Regions from separate parts of the Pan troglodytes genome. Here region 2 is linked to region 1. A link is a contact called in public HiChIP or PLAC-seq data. All regions are on one chromosome and are shown on one strand. Each heading gives the region's core, a stretch centred on a gene start, on an enhancer-like site or on the middle of the called end of the contact. The rest is flanking DNA. Distances are from core to core; before and after follow the strand shown.

Region 1 (5,552 bases), core at 1,651-4,150:
GAGTTAGCTAAATGTATCTGTATATACCCTGACATATCTATTTTTCCAAACTGTATACTTTAACTATCCATTTTTAATTATTCTGCTTAGCTTAAATATTTTTTAAAATTGCCTAACTTAGAAAATAATTTTCTAAAGTGGTTTGATTCAGAGATGCACTTTTAAAAAGCTTCCCGTCTCAGATACTAGGTTTTTAAACTGTCTGACTTAATCGGGGAAAAAAAAAAAAACCCTCATGTTACCCAAAGGTTCAAGGTATTTTGAACCTTAATGATTAAAAATTGAAAAATAAACAATATGTTTTTCAATTAAAACTGATACCTTAGAAATCTTAATATGAGTTTCAGTAGTTTTTGAGGCAGCACAAAATCAAGTCATTTAAGGAACATGCAGTTCTTATTTAACATTACTGAAGTTCCGTTAAGGAATTGAATTCATCCAATTTCTACTCGATTTCTTGGATTATTTCTTCTTCAAAATTAGCGCTAGAATTAGCCTGTTTCTATGCTACCAGACATCTTTACATTTATTTCAATATAATGTAATTCCTTTCCGTTTATAAATGTAAAAAAAACCCTTCAACTTCTTAATTAATTGAAATCTCACACACACTCTGTCCCTAGTTCTAGGCTGTTTGACCTGAGTTTACATGCTTTTATTCCTGAAACCGCTCACACGGCTTTAAATGACTTTTCTATCAGTTATATGGCCAAAGACATTCTCCACCTGTGACTTACAAAAAGGAGAAACTGTCTTTGTAGACATGATAATCATGACATATGGCAAAATTTTCCTGAAGCATTTAGATAAAGCCATAAAGAAAAAAATAAACTGGCAATACAGTCCCTAAGAGGTGAAATGAATGTTCCAAAATTGCCTAATATCAAGTATAACCCCCAAGAATGTGGTCCTGGGATGGCTATTCCCCGCCTGTTCCAACGCTGCTTCTATTCCAACCTAGCCTGCCTACAGCAGGTAGCCTGAACTACAGCCAGTTTCATAACTTCACTTTTCAATTGAAGACATTACAGAGCTAACGATCACTGTCTGGTATAGATCATCCAGACTCGCCCCTTATTTAACAGAGCAGTAAACTGAGGCTCAGAAAGGGAAAAGTAGCCCCCATTAAAAACAAACCCCAAACAGTAATTTTTCCAGGACCACCCTTAAAAAACGCTACTGCTAGGCTAACTAAAGGTTCTGGTTAATTAAAAAAAAAAAAGTGCTATTTTACGGGGTTAATTTTCACATATACCTCCTCAGGCTTTTTTTAAAAAGTTCGAATGGAGAGGAAAGCTTAATTTCCTGTCTGGGAAATGGAAAGTGAAGAGGCTAGCACCTTGAGTCTCACAAACGCAAGCCCCCAGGAAGAACAGTGAGGCAATTACTCACAGGGAACAAGGCCACACAGAGGGCTGCGGGGCCGTTAAAAGAAAACGGGCGGAAAAACAAAACAAAACAACAACACAACTCCCTCCTCTTTGAGGGGAGGGAGTCGTTCATTTTGCAAGGATTTGGGTCTACGATCCCGCGACCCAGCCATTAGGACCAAACCGAGGCTCATTACTGGGGGGAGGGGAGCTTCAAACAAAACGAAACAAAAAGGCTTCAGAAAGGCCCAATGCTTCCCAATGTTAGCGTTAAAACATATGTAAATTACAGGCGGCCTGTAGCGCAGTGACGCCAAGGCGGGGGGTGCGGGGGGGGTGCTGCGGAAGTGAGGAGAAGACGGGGCAGAGGTGGAGCTGCGGCCTCACAGCACCGCTTCTTCCCCATCCAGGGCTACAGATGCCCCCTGACTCTAGCCAAGAGATCTTATTATTCTTAGTCTTATTATTCTTATCTTCTTTTTTTAAACAGAGAGACAGACAGAGACAGACAAACAGGCAGAGCCGCAGTGCACACGGTCCGTGTGTCGGAGAGGCCGCCAGGAGACTCACCGCAGCAATGCTACGTGAATGCAGAGGGCTGGAGGTGGTGTGACTACTCACTTGCTCGGCTAACAGCTGCCGGTTTTGGATGGAATTATTCCGCAACAACAAGAAAGCGTCGGTTAAACGCCTGGTGGCCATGTCTCACCCTTTGCGACCCCCCTCTCAGGGGCCCCCCGCCCACTTATATTCCTGATTTATTCACTTTCTTTCTCGTGGCCCGGCTGGCCCACCCTTTCACGGAAGCTTCTCGACAAGGCCTCAGGCCTCAAGCCAAAAAGATGCAGCTGTGCGCTTCGCCAAGGCGTAGAGACCCCTCCCCAAATAACTACCTAGGCTTTCCAATTGTCTGACTCCCCCTACCCAGGACAGACTTCGATCTCTAAGCACTTGAATCCCCCCAATCCTTGCGTAGCGATCCAACGTCCCAGAGACCCCCACCCCAATCCAACCTTGGATCTACAAGCGTCTAACTCGCCAATCCGGCTCTAGACTGGGAGGCCCTGAAGCCCCCTACTCCCTGAGACCCCCCAAAGGTCTCTGCTCTCTACCCCTAACTTTGGCTCGTAAGCGTCTAGGCCGTGCCGTGAGGTCTGGCTGTGACTCAGTTTCCGCACCAGAGGCCTGGCCTAGGCCCTCTTTGGACAACCGGAGCCAGGCTTGGGGCCTGGACTCGAGGGCGCCTGCAGCTCCCTTCTGGGGACTTGTCTGAACCTGCTGAGGCCCTGCCCGACCTCCTGACCCCTTCCTTTCCTGGACGGCCTGGTCCTCCACTGCCAGCAGGCTGCCGGCCTGCAGGAAGACAGCAGGGCCTGCCTCCCCGGCCTTCTCACTCCTCTTCTCCGGCTCCCTCCATCCCCGGATCTGACTGCAGCTCAGCCCCGGGCCGTTTCCGTGCTGTGGTCCCGGGTTCTGGCGTTCCCCCCTGGCCCTCTTCCTGTCCGTCCCTCGCGAGTGCCCCCCTGCGACGCTCGCAAGCCTTGCTCGCAACGTTCCGGGCGCGGGAGCTCCCTGCACTCCTGCCCCGGGGCACGGGAGTGCTCCGCCCTCTCCCGGGGTGCTCCTCGGGCGCCCTGTTTCGCCTCCCCCAACTGGGTCCAGGCACTAGGAGCAGGCCAACGAGCAGGCCTGAGCCTGGGGAGCGTGGCCCCCAGGCTGCAAACCGCTGCCAGGGCCCTTGGTCCCTGAATTAGAGTGGAAGTTGCGCGGCAGGCAAATTTGGGCTCCCCAAGAACTGAAGTTTTGGGCGCGGGGAGTTGGAGCGGGAGAGGAAAAGTTGGAGACGACTGCCTCTGCAGGCCGAGCACGCTCTACTGCAGGCGGCGGCGCTCGCTTTTTTTTTTTTTTTTTTTTTTTTTCCCACTCTGGAAAAAGATGTATCCGACAAACAACCAGGAGGAAATAAAAGAAAAAAAAAAAAAAAAAAAAAAGGAAGCGAGAACTCCAGGCAGCCTGGCCGCGCCGCCGCTGGCAGTCGGGGGTCTTCGGGGGCGCCCGCCCTCCCCAGCTGCCGCTTTCTGTAGGGGGCACTGCAGGGTCGTGGAATCTCAAGTGGAAAAGTTCCCCCGAAAACTTTGACACCTCCCACCCCCCTCCCCGCGAAAAAAATCTCTGTTCTCTGCCTGGGCCCTGGCCCTGCGACCCCCGCGCCCCCCCGTGCCCCGGGCCCGGTATTCCACGCTTGGCCGGGCCCGGGGTGTCCTAAGCACCTCGACTTGCCGCCCCGGGCCAGGTCGGCTGGGTTCGTGCAGGGGCTCCGCGGGGCCGCGTCGGGCAGGGGCCGCCCGGGCCCGAGCACGGCACCCACAAACAGGCTGGCGCCCCGCGACGGAGACCCGGGTCCGGCCCGGAGCCGCCCGGGAGGCTGGAGGCCAAGGGCCTGGCCCAGCGCGCGGCCGGAGCGGGTCGGGGGCGCAGAACTGTGCGGCGGCGCCTTCCGGGCCCCGGGCCTGTGCAGGGCCGGCTTCCCCTTGCGGGGCGAGGCTGCGGGCCGGGCTGCGGTGCGGGGTTCCAACAAAGGACCGAGGCCCAGAAGCGGCCCCCACGCGTCCTTTGTTTCTGCGTGGAACAAACTTTACACACGTGTGTGTTTTCCGAGGGTTTCCCGTGTGCTGAGCGCTTGCAAAGCGGAGTCGCGCCCGGGGAGACGCGAAGCCGGTGCCCGCGGCTCACCCAGGGACCCCAGCCAGACAGCGGCACCCGCGGGGCGCGTGCGGGACCCCCAGGCGACCGGGGGAAGAGCCGGTAACCGCCCCCCACCCGTGCTTTTTCTCTCACGGAGAATGTTCCCGCGCGTTCGTTGTGCAACTAAAAATTAATGTGAAACATCCATTGAGTCAAATAACAAAATGCATCCAACGAAACCCACATAAAATCGAGAGAGCCGCGAGCAGGGCTGGGCGAGTTCACTGTGAGGACCGGCTCTGGCTTCCGCGCAGCGCGGAGAGCAGGGCGCTCGCCCGGGGACGCTTCGCAGCGGTGGAAGATTCGGGCGACAGGGGACTGGGTCGCCGCGCGGGCCGGGCTGGAGGCTGCAGGGACTTGCTGACAGGCCATCCAAAGACAGAGGCCCTGGGGAGGGAAATTCGGGGAGCCCGTGTGCTTAGCGTAGCGCCCCGGAAAATATTTGCCCAATAAGGGAGAGTTTGTCCCCACACCGCGGCAGAAGCCCCCTGCGAGCTCTGACCCCAGTAGCACGGCCAAGCCCCCCCAACCCCGCTCCCCCCTTTAGGGGACAGGTATTTGTAAATAATAACTGAGCTGGTCGTCGGTAGGAGAATCAGGTTAGAAACATGGTCCCCACTCTCTTCCTATCTCCCCAGCGCTCATCACCTCACAAAGCAGGGGGGGGACTTGTTTACTTTTCCTGGCGCTCTCCCCCAGGCTAGAACGTGATCTTCTTCCTACGCAGGGACAGTGTTTTATTCATCTTTGTACCCACTGCCATCTCATCTGGCTTGGAACAGGCTCCGGATAAATATTTTTTAAATATGTGCATGAATTAATGAGAGACTCGAGATTTAGTCCCCAAACTCTCTGACCTCCCTCGAGTGACTTTAAGCCTTTAGAGCCCTTATCTGTTAAGAAAGAAAGAAAAAAATGTGGGTTTTTCGTAATCCTCGTAATCCGCGCCCTGTCTACTTCTCTGGGGTTATTGTGAAGATCAAATACGATAAGTGAAAACTCTTTGTAAAACTACCAGGTGCTGAGCAAATATTATATAGGATGGTTATTCATTCATTCCCTCCGTTCAGGAAGCTTAGCAAAGTAATTCCTGGTCTTGTGTTTCAGCAGATGGTGGTCGCCTTTCCTGGTCAGTCTTAAATATTTATTACAGGACAATCTCATTCTTATATTTAGGAGATCAATCAAGCTTCCATTTCTTTGAGCGAAATGAACACTGCTTGCACACAAATAATGGAAGAAAAATCCTGGTATTCCCAAAACAGCCACCCCAAGCAACCCAAGAGCCTAACAGCGGGGAGGTCAGGAAAATCCAAGAAATTGGCATAGCAGCCCAAAGGCAGCACCGTGCAGCTCTGACCAGGCCCCAAAGACAGCACCGTGCAGCTCTAAGCAGGCTGTGTTTAGGTATGGGATTGTGTGCCTGAAATAGTGTTA
Region 2 (5,552 bases), core at 785-3,284, 190 kb before region 1:
CTTGTCCCTAGAGACATTTTGCTTGGTGAACTCAGGCTGAGACATTACCAGAGGAAAAACTGAACACTTAACGTCACAGAAAGCCAACACACCATCATTGTTTACATTAAGCAGGAATTTCGATTTAGGGGCAAGCCAAAAGCGGGGCACGCCTAGCCCTTCCGCAGCCTCCAAACTTCTGAGACTAACATTGCTGTCGCAGAAAACCACTTGCAAATAAACTGGTTTCTCCGTATTTACTAGGGAAGACCACCAAAGGCATCCAACCACAGTCTGCGCTGCAGCCCGGCAGAACTAAGTCTTGGGCGCCGCGACGCCTTTCCTACGGAATAGGTCCTGGAAGGAAGACCATTTAAGGTATTTTCCTTCTATCATCATCCTTAGGAGTTAAGAACCTGACCGTCATTCATCTCAAGCCCTCAAAACGCTTTACTATTCCTCCAAATCGTTGTCATCCGAATAATTAAGCCGGCGCAAAATGAGACACGCACACCAGGAAAAAAAAAAATCAATTTCCAAGTCGGATGAGATTTTTAAAAGACATTTCACTTATCAGTCTTTCCCCCCAGGACTGGCGAGGAGAGCACGCCTTCCCTTCCGAAGGTGCGTTACCAGATTGCTGCCGTTTTTGTGCTGGGTCATCAGAGCAGATTCCCCTCCAGGTTACAGATTAAACTTAACTCTACCCGTGCTGAAAATGGCCGGAGCACGCCGCCTCGCCTCCCCTCCCCAAGGCTGCCGGAGCCGCCGGCCCCTGCCTCCTTTTCGACGACTGATCGTCCAAGGACTGGCGCCGGATCCAACACCTTTCCCCAGCTCTGCGCGTACCGCGCTCTTTGGAAACGAATTGTAAGTTATCCTGATGTTAGACGCGACCCCCGTCTCCAGCCTGTCCCTTGTTCCGCTTTACCTTTCCGCTTGCGACGATCTCGAGGGCCTCCAGAGGTCCTGCACAAACAGCCCAGGACGTCTCCTGCTAAGCCGCATGCAGCCTGGCCACCCGACCAGCTGCGCCAAAAGCTTGGCAATACCCCGACGTGACCATGCCTGTGCGTTCAACCCTGGTAGCCCGTAGGGGCACCCCCAAGGGTCCCCTTACCTCCTCTACCTTTCCCCCAGGTACTTTCCCCTAACCGCCCGCCGCCGGGAGAGGTCAGCTCCGGCGCGCGCGGGCAGGTGCGCACGCTCTTTGAGGCGGTCTCTGTCCCGCGAGCGAAGGGAGGCGGGCTGTGGCGGCCAAGGCTGGCGCACGGCAGCTGGAGGCACTGGCGCGGAGGTCCCGCGGCTTAATTGTCAGCTCTGGGACCTGGGCTCCGGCTCTGAGCTGCTTAGGCGCCGCGCGCGCGTGACTTCCCTCCCGGGTGGTCAGTCTCTAGAGTTCTCGCCCATTCCCATTCTGATTACTTTCTGCACATTTCAACAGTGTCTCTACAGCGCGGCTGCTCTCACATCGTGAAAGTTGGCGCTCGCACCTCCGAACCACATTTTGGACACCTGAGAAGGCCAACTTATTTGAGACTAGTCTTTCTAGGAGGAAGAAAAGCGCGCAAAACAAGTGACTTACCAATGCCGTTTGGGTGTGCAGCTCCAAATCTGGGGTGCGTTCGGGATTCAGTAGCGTAGCCGGGGCACCAGCTCGGAGACCTCAGGTTGTCTCCAGCGGGACGCACGGCGTGCGCCCCGCCGTCCAACAAGCCTTTGGCCACCAGGGCGCCCCTGGCATCCTGGGAAGTTTGGGGGAGCCCTCGCCGCCTCACCCTGACCCCCGATCCCAGGCTGACCAGCTGAGCCTCCTCTCTTCCCACTCGCCCCTGACCTGCCTTTCCTTCTCACCTCCTTTCCACCCGCGCTGCTCCCACACCGCCCTCAGGCTCCCCAATTTAGCGGGGCAACTAACCTGAATCCATGAAAACAAGGAGAATCTGGACGGCGTCCTCCATTAGTAACGCCGGATGGGGATGGGTCCCTTTTTGGAAGGGGACTCCGGGGACGCGTCACGGCGGGTGGGCTTCTTTGGCTTGCAGCGACGCCGCTGCTTCTCCTCCTTGGGCTCCTTCGACTCTTCGGGGTCCCTTGGATCTTTGTCCTCGGGCTTGAGCTCCTCCCCTTCCCTGGGGCTCTGGGGCTCCTGAGTGCTGGGCGGCGCGCGACTTGGGGAGGCGTCGGGGCTTCGCAACTTGAGAGCGTGCAGACGCTGGGTGAGGGACTGGCCGAAGGTGGAGTGCTTGGGCACCACCGGGCCGCGATCGTCTTCAGGCTCGGTCTCGGGCTCAGTGGTGGGGGCGGTCTCAGGCTCGGTCTCGAAGTCGGTCTCGGACTCGATTTCGGACTCGGTCTCGCTCTCGGTCTCGTAGTCGAACTCTTCCTCGTACTCTAGGCACTCGGGGAGGGACAGCTCAAGGTCTGCCTCCTCGTGCTCGTGGTCAGATTCCGATTCGGGGGACTCAGGGAATACCTGGGCGCCGGAGCGGTGGTGGGCGTTAAGGAAGCTCCGGCGCTGTTGGGCAGCCGCGCGCTGCTGGGCACGGGCGTTGGAGGTGGCAAGGGCGCGGAGGAGCGCGATGGAGCAGGAGAGCCAGAGGAGCGCGGTGGCTGCCCGGCGGCCTATGGGCGGGCACAGGTCGTTGTAATTATGGCGAGCTCGGCGCCACTGCTGAGCCCGGGACCTCCGATCCATCCTCTTAGGCGCACACCGAGAAGCCGGCCTGCCCTCTGGCTCTGCAGAGAGCGGCTCCGAAGCGCATTGGCTGCTGGAGCCGGGAAAGGTACACCCTATGAGGTGAGAAGCTGGCCCGGAGGTCCCAGCCTCACCTCCTTGTGAGGAGAAAAAGGGAAGCACCTACCTTCCTGACCACTTAAGAACTTTCTAAAGCTCCGCGCCTTGCTTGCCTCTCTGAGCAAGAAGAAGGGATGGGAAAGTTCTGTCTCCTCCCGAGCTCCTCTCGCTGAGTCTTAGATTCCGCAGCCTAAGACTCGAGAGAGGTGCCTCCGCCGGTCCTCTTGCCTGGGAGAGGACAGAGGAGACTGAGGCGAGGAGGGACGGGCAGTGAGGTTCTGCGAAGTTGCGCGCCCGGACTTCTGCCGGGCATGTGCAGTAAGGAGGTGGGGGCCACCTCCCCGCGAGCTGCGTGGTGGCGCCGAGCCTGTGGCGCAGACCCTAGTGGGCCGGCAGGTGGCAGGAGGGAACCTTGTTTGAAAGGATTTGGGCGAAGCGATGGGCGGGGGGCCTGGCGGGTGGCAAGGAGCAAGCGGCAAGCTAGCCCCAGGTCCAGTACTTGGGCAGGTGGGCGCAGGCTCCCGTGGGGTCGTGCCCCTCCCCAGTTTCCCCAGTTATTGGGGAAATAAACACAGCCTGGAAGCAGCTAAAAACCCAGAACCCCAAATAGCAAATATTCAGGGGAATGAGGGTCTGTCTATACACGAGTATTAAGCCTCTAGCATTTTCCAATGGCTTAATAGTTTGAGGATGGTAACTTCGGGCAGCCATTAATCATGAAACTACCTTTAGCAGATCTGTTATAGTGACTGTAATTAGAAAAGTTTCCAAAAAATACGTGCTCAAACAGTCTGAATTGGCTAATTACCTCATCTTCTTCAACAAGGGCCCCCACGGTTGAGGTAGTAGTTTGCAAGTCCGCAAGCCCATCTGAGGACTGCCCTGAGCTCGATTGAGCTGAGAAGGTGGTGCTGGAAGTGGACTGGAGCTGAGAGCATGGGTAAAGGGAAGTCTTTCCTGCGCTCTCAGTTCACACAACCACTTCTCTCCTGCGGGGCAGTTCAGGGTGACACGGAATCCTCACTGGAGGCCCCTTACAGCCATTTCCTAGGTAGGTTTTTTTTTTTTTTTTTTTTTTTTTTTTTTTGAGACAGAATCTTGCTCTGTCACCCAAGCTGGAGTGCACTGATGTGATCTTGGGTCACTGCAACCTCTGCCTCCTGGCTTCAAGAGATTCTCCTACCTAAGCCTCCTGAGTAGCTGGGATTACAGGCGTGAGCCACCGCGCCCGGCTCCTAGATAGGTTTTTAACAAAGGTAACTCAGCAATACTCATTGGGTGCCTTGCATGTGCCAAGCTGTGTTTTAGGTGCTGAAGGTAGAGTAGTGAACAACAACAACAAAAGTATTGTATTAAGGAAAGGATATTTTGGATTAATTTGCTGTTAATCAGGAGATTGAATCAGTCAGAATCCCTCTGTACCCACCAACATAGTTTAATCTAGCTTGAATTCCACATGAGAAAATGATTGGATCAGGGCTAGGGGGCGGTCAGACACCACTAGATCGTGTTGTTGTACTCTGCAAGGCTGAAGATTTGGAGTAAATAGTGCCGCTCTTTCTTGGCCCTAGAAAATCAAATGATGGCCTACAGGAGGAGATCCCTGCAGTGGGAGCTAACCTGGCTGCTGCTTTTGAGGTGTGCATGTCTTCAGTCTGGCCCTCCATGATGATTATGGAGTGCCTTTTTGGCCATAGTGACAAGTCCAAAGGCGAAACAACTCAGAGCAAAGCCATCGTCCTAGAATCCCTGGGAGTATCAAGAAGGTTGTTTGACTTAGGACACATGTCATGGGTTGTGGTCCTTTTCTCCTTCTTGAGTCAGTATGGGGAATCTTAAAAAAAGAGGCTCTACCACTGGGTGGCCCACCAGGCCCTCCTGGTACTGGTACTTCTGCCTGGTGTCTGAAGAGTCAGTCAGGTACCCACAGCCATTCTCACCATGATGGAACTTAACCTCACACCTTCAACACCACACCCGTATTAAAACCACCAAGTGCAGAGTTCATACCCCAGTGAGAGACCAGCAACTGCTTTGGATGTGTTGAGGTTTTCCTTTCTGCATCTTGGCTGTGTCTAGCTTGTATCTTGCACTCTGTGTTAGTTTGTAGCATTAAAATAGTGATTGGGCTGGGCATGGTGGCTCTCACCTATAATCCCAGCACTTCGGGAGGCCAAGGCGGATGGGTCACTTGAGGCCAGGAGTTCAAGACCAGCCTGACCAACATGGTGAAATCCTGTCTCTACTAAAAATACAAAAATCAGCCAGGCGTGTTGACGCACGCCTGTAGTTCCAGCTGCTCGGGTGGCTGAGCCACAAGAATTGCTTGAACCTGGGAGGTTAGTCTGATAAAGTAGGATTGACTTGTCAAACCCCACAAAAGGACAAATGTCTATGTTCCAGTTGTGCCCTGCTCTACCACTTTTCCTGTGGAACAGCAAGGGTTTTATTATCACAGGTGCCTGCGTGGCTGTAGTCACTGTGTGGATATTATCATGGGACACTGGACAGGGGCATTTAGAGCTGTATATTTCAAATCCTGATCTCCGCTTCTCAGTCCCAACTAATGGGGCACGTTTCTAGAGAGTCTGCCTACACTGACCCACCCACTTTATTTCTTATTAGCACAGCTCCATCGACAGCATATGGAACAGAAATATATTATTCAAGCTGATTTCAGGGCACGTTGGGGGAAAAATCAGGAATATATGGGTGCTAGTAAATGCCCTTTGAATGGAAACTAATGTCAGCTGTCAGCAACGAGGTAGATTATGAT

What was found. HiChIP or PLAC-seq counts read pairs in DNA pulled down with a chosen protein or histone mark.
Region 2: an H3K4me3 HiChIP or PLAC-seq map of stem cell-derived excitatory neurons shows a contact between it and region 1, with 10 times the contacts expected there. The contact joins the promoter of GNAS here to the promoter of NPEPL1 in region 1. A contact is called at or near these places in 3 of 7 Hi-C or Micro-C datasets (induced pluripotent stem cells and stem cell-derived neural progenitor cells) and 1 of 1 datasets of contacts at active chromatin or transcription factors (stem cell-derived excitatory neurons).

What each region holds. Positions count from the first base shown.
Region 1 is chr21:64,942,788-64,948,339 of NHGRI_mPanTro3-v2.0_pri, reverse strand. NPEPL1 (aminopeptidase like 1) reads right to left here and starts at 2,900. Exons shown (of 19, transcript XM_063802671.1): 1 at 1,992-2,900. The coding sequence starts at 2,072.
Region 2 is chr21:65,132,632-65,138,183 of NHGRI_mPanTro3-v2.0_pri, reverse strand. It overlaps GNAS (GNAS complex locus), which reads right to left and starts at 2,034. Exons shown (of 12, transcript XM_009437485.4): 1 at 1,898-2,034. The coding sequence starts at 1,940. LOC104003639 (neuroendocrine secretory protein 55) reads right to left here and starts at 2,677. Exons shown (of 2, transcript XM_016938197.4): 1 at 1,898-2,677. The coding sequence starts at 2,677. The coding sequence ends at 1,940. LOC129138217 (a long non-coding RNA gene) reads left to right here. Exons shown (of 4, transcript XR_010154140.1): 2 at 244-357; 3 at 557-849.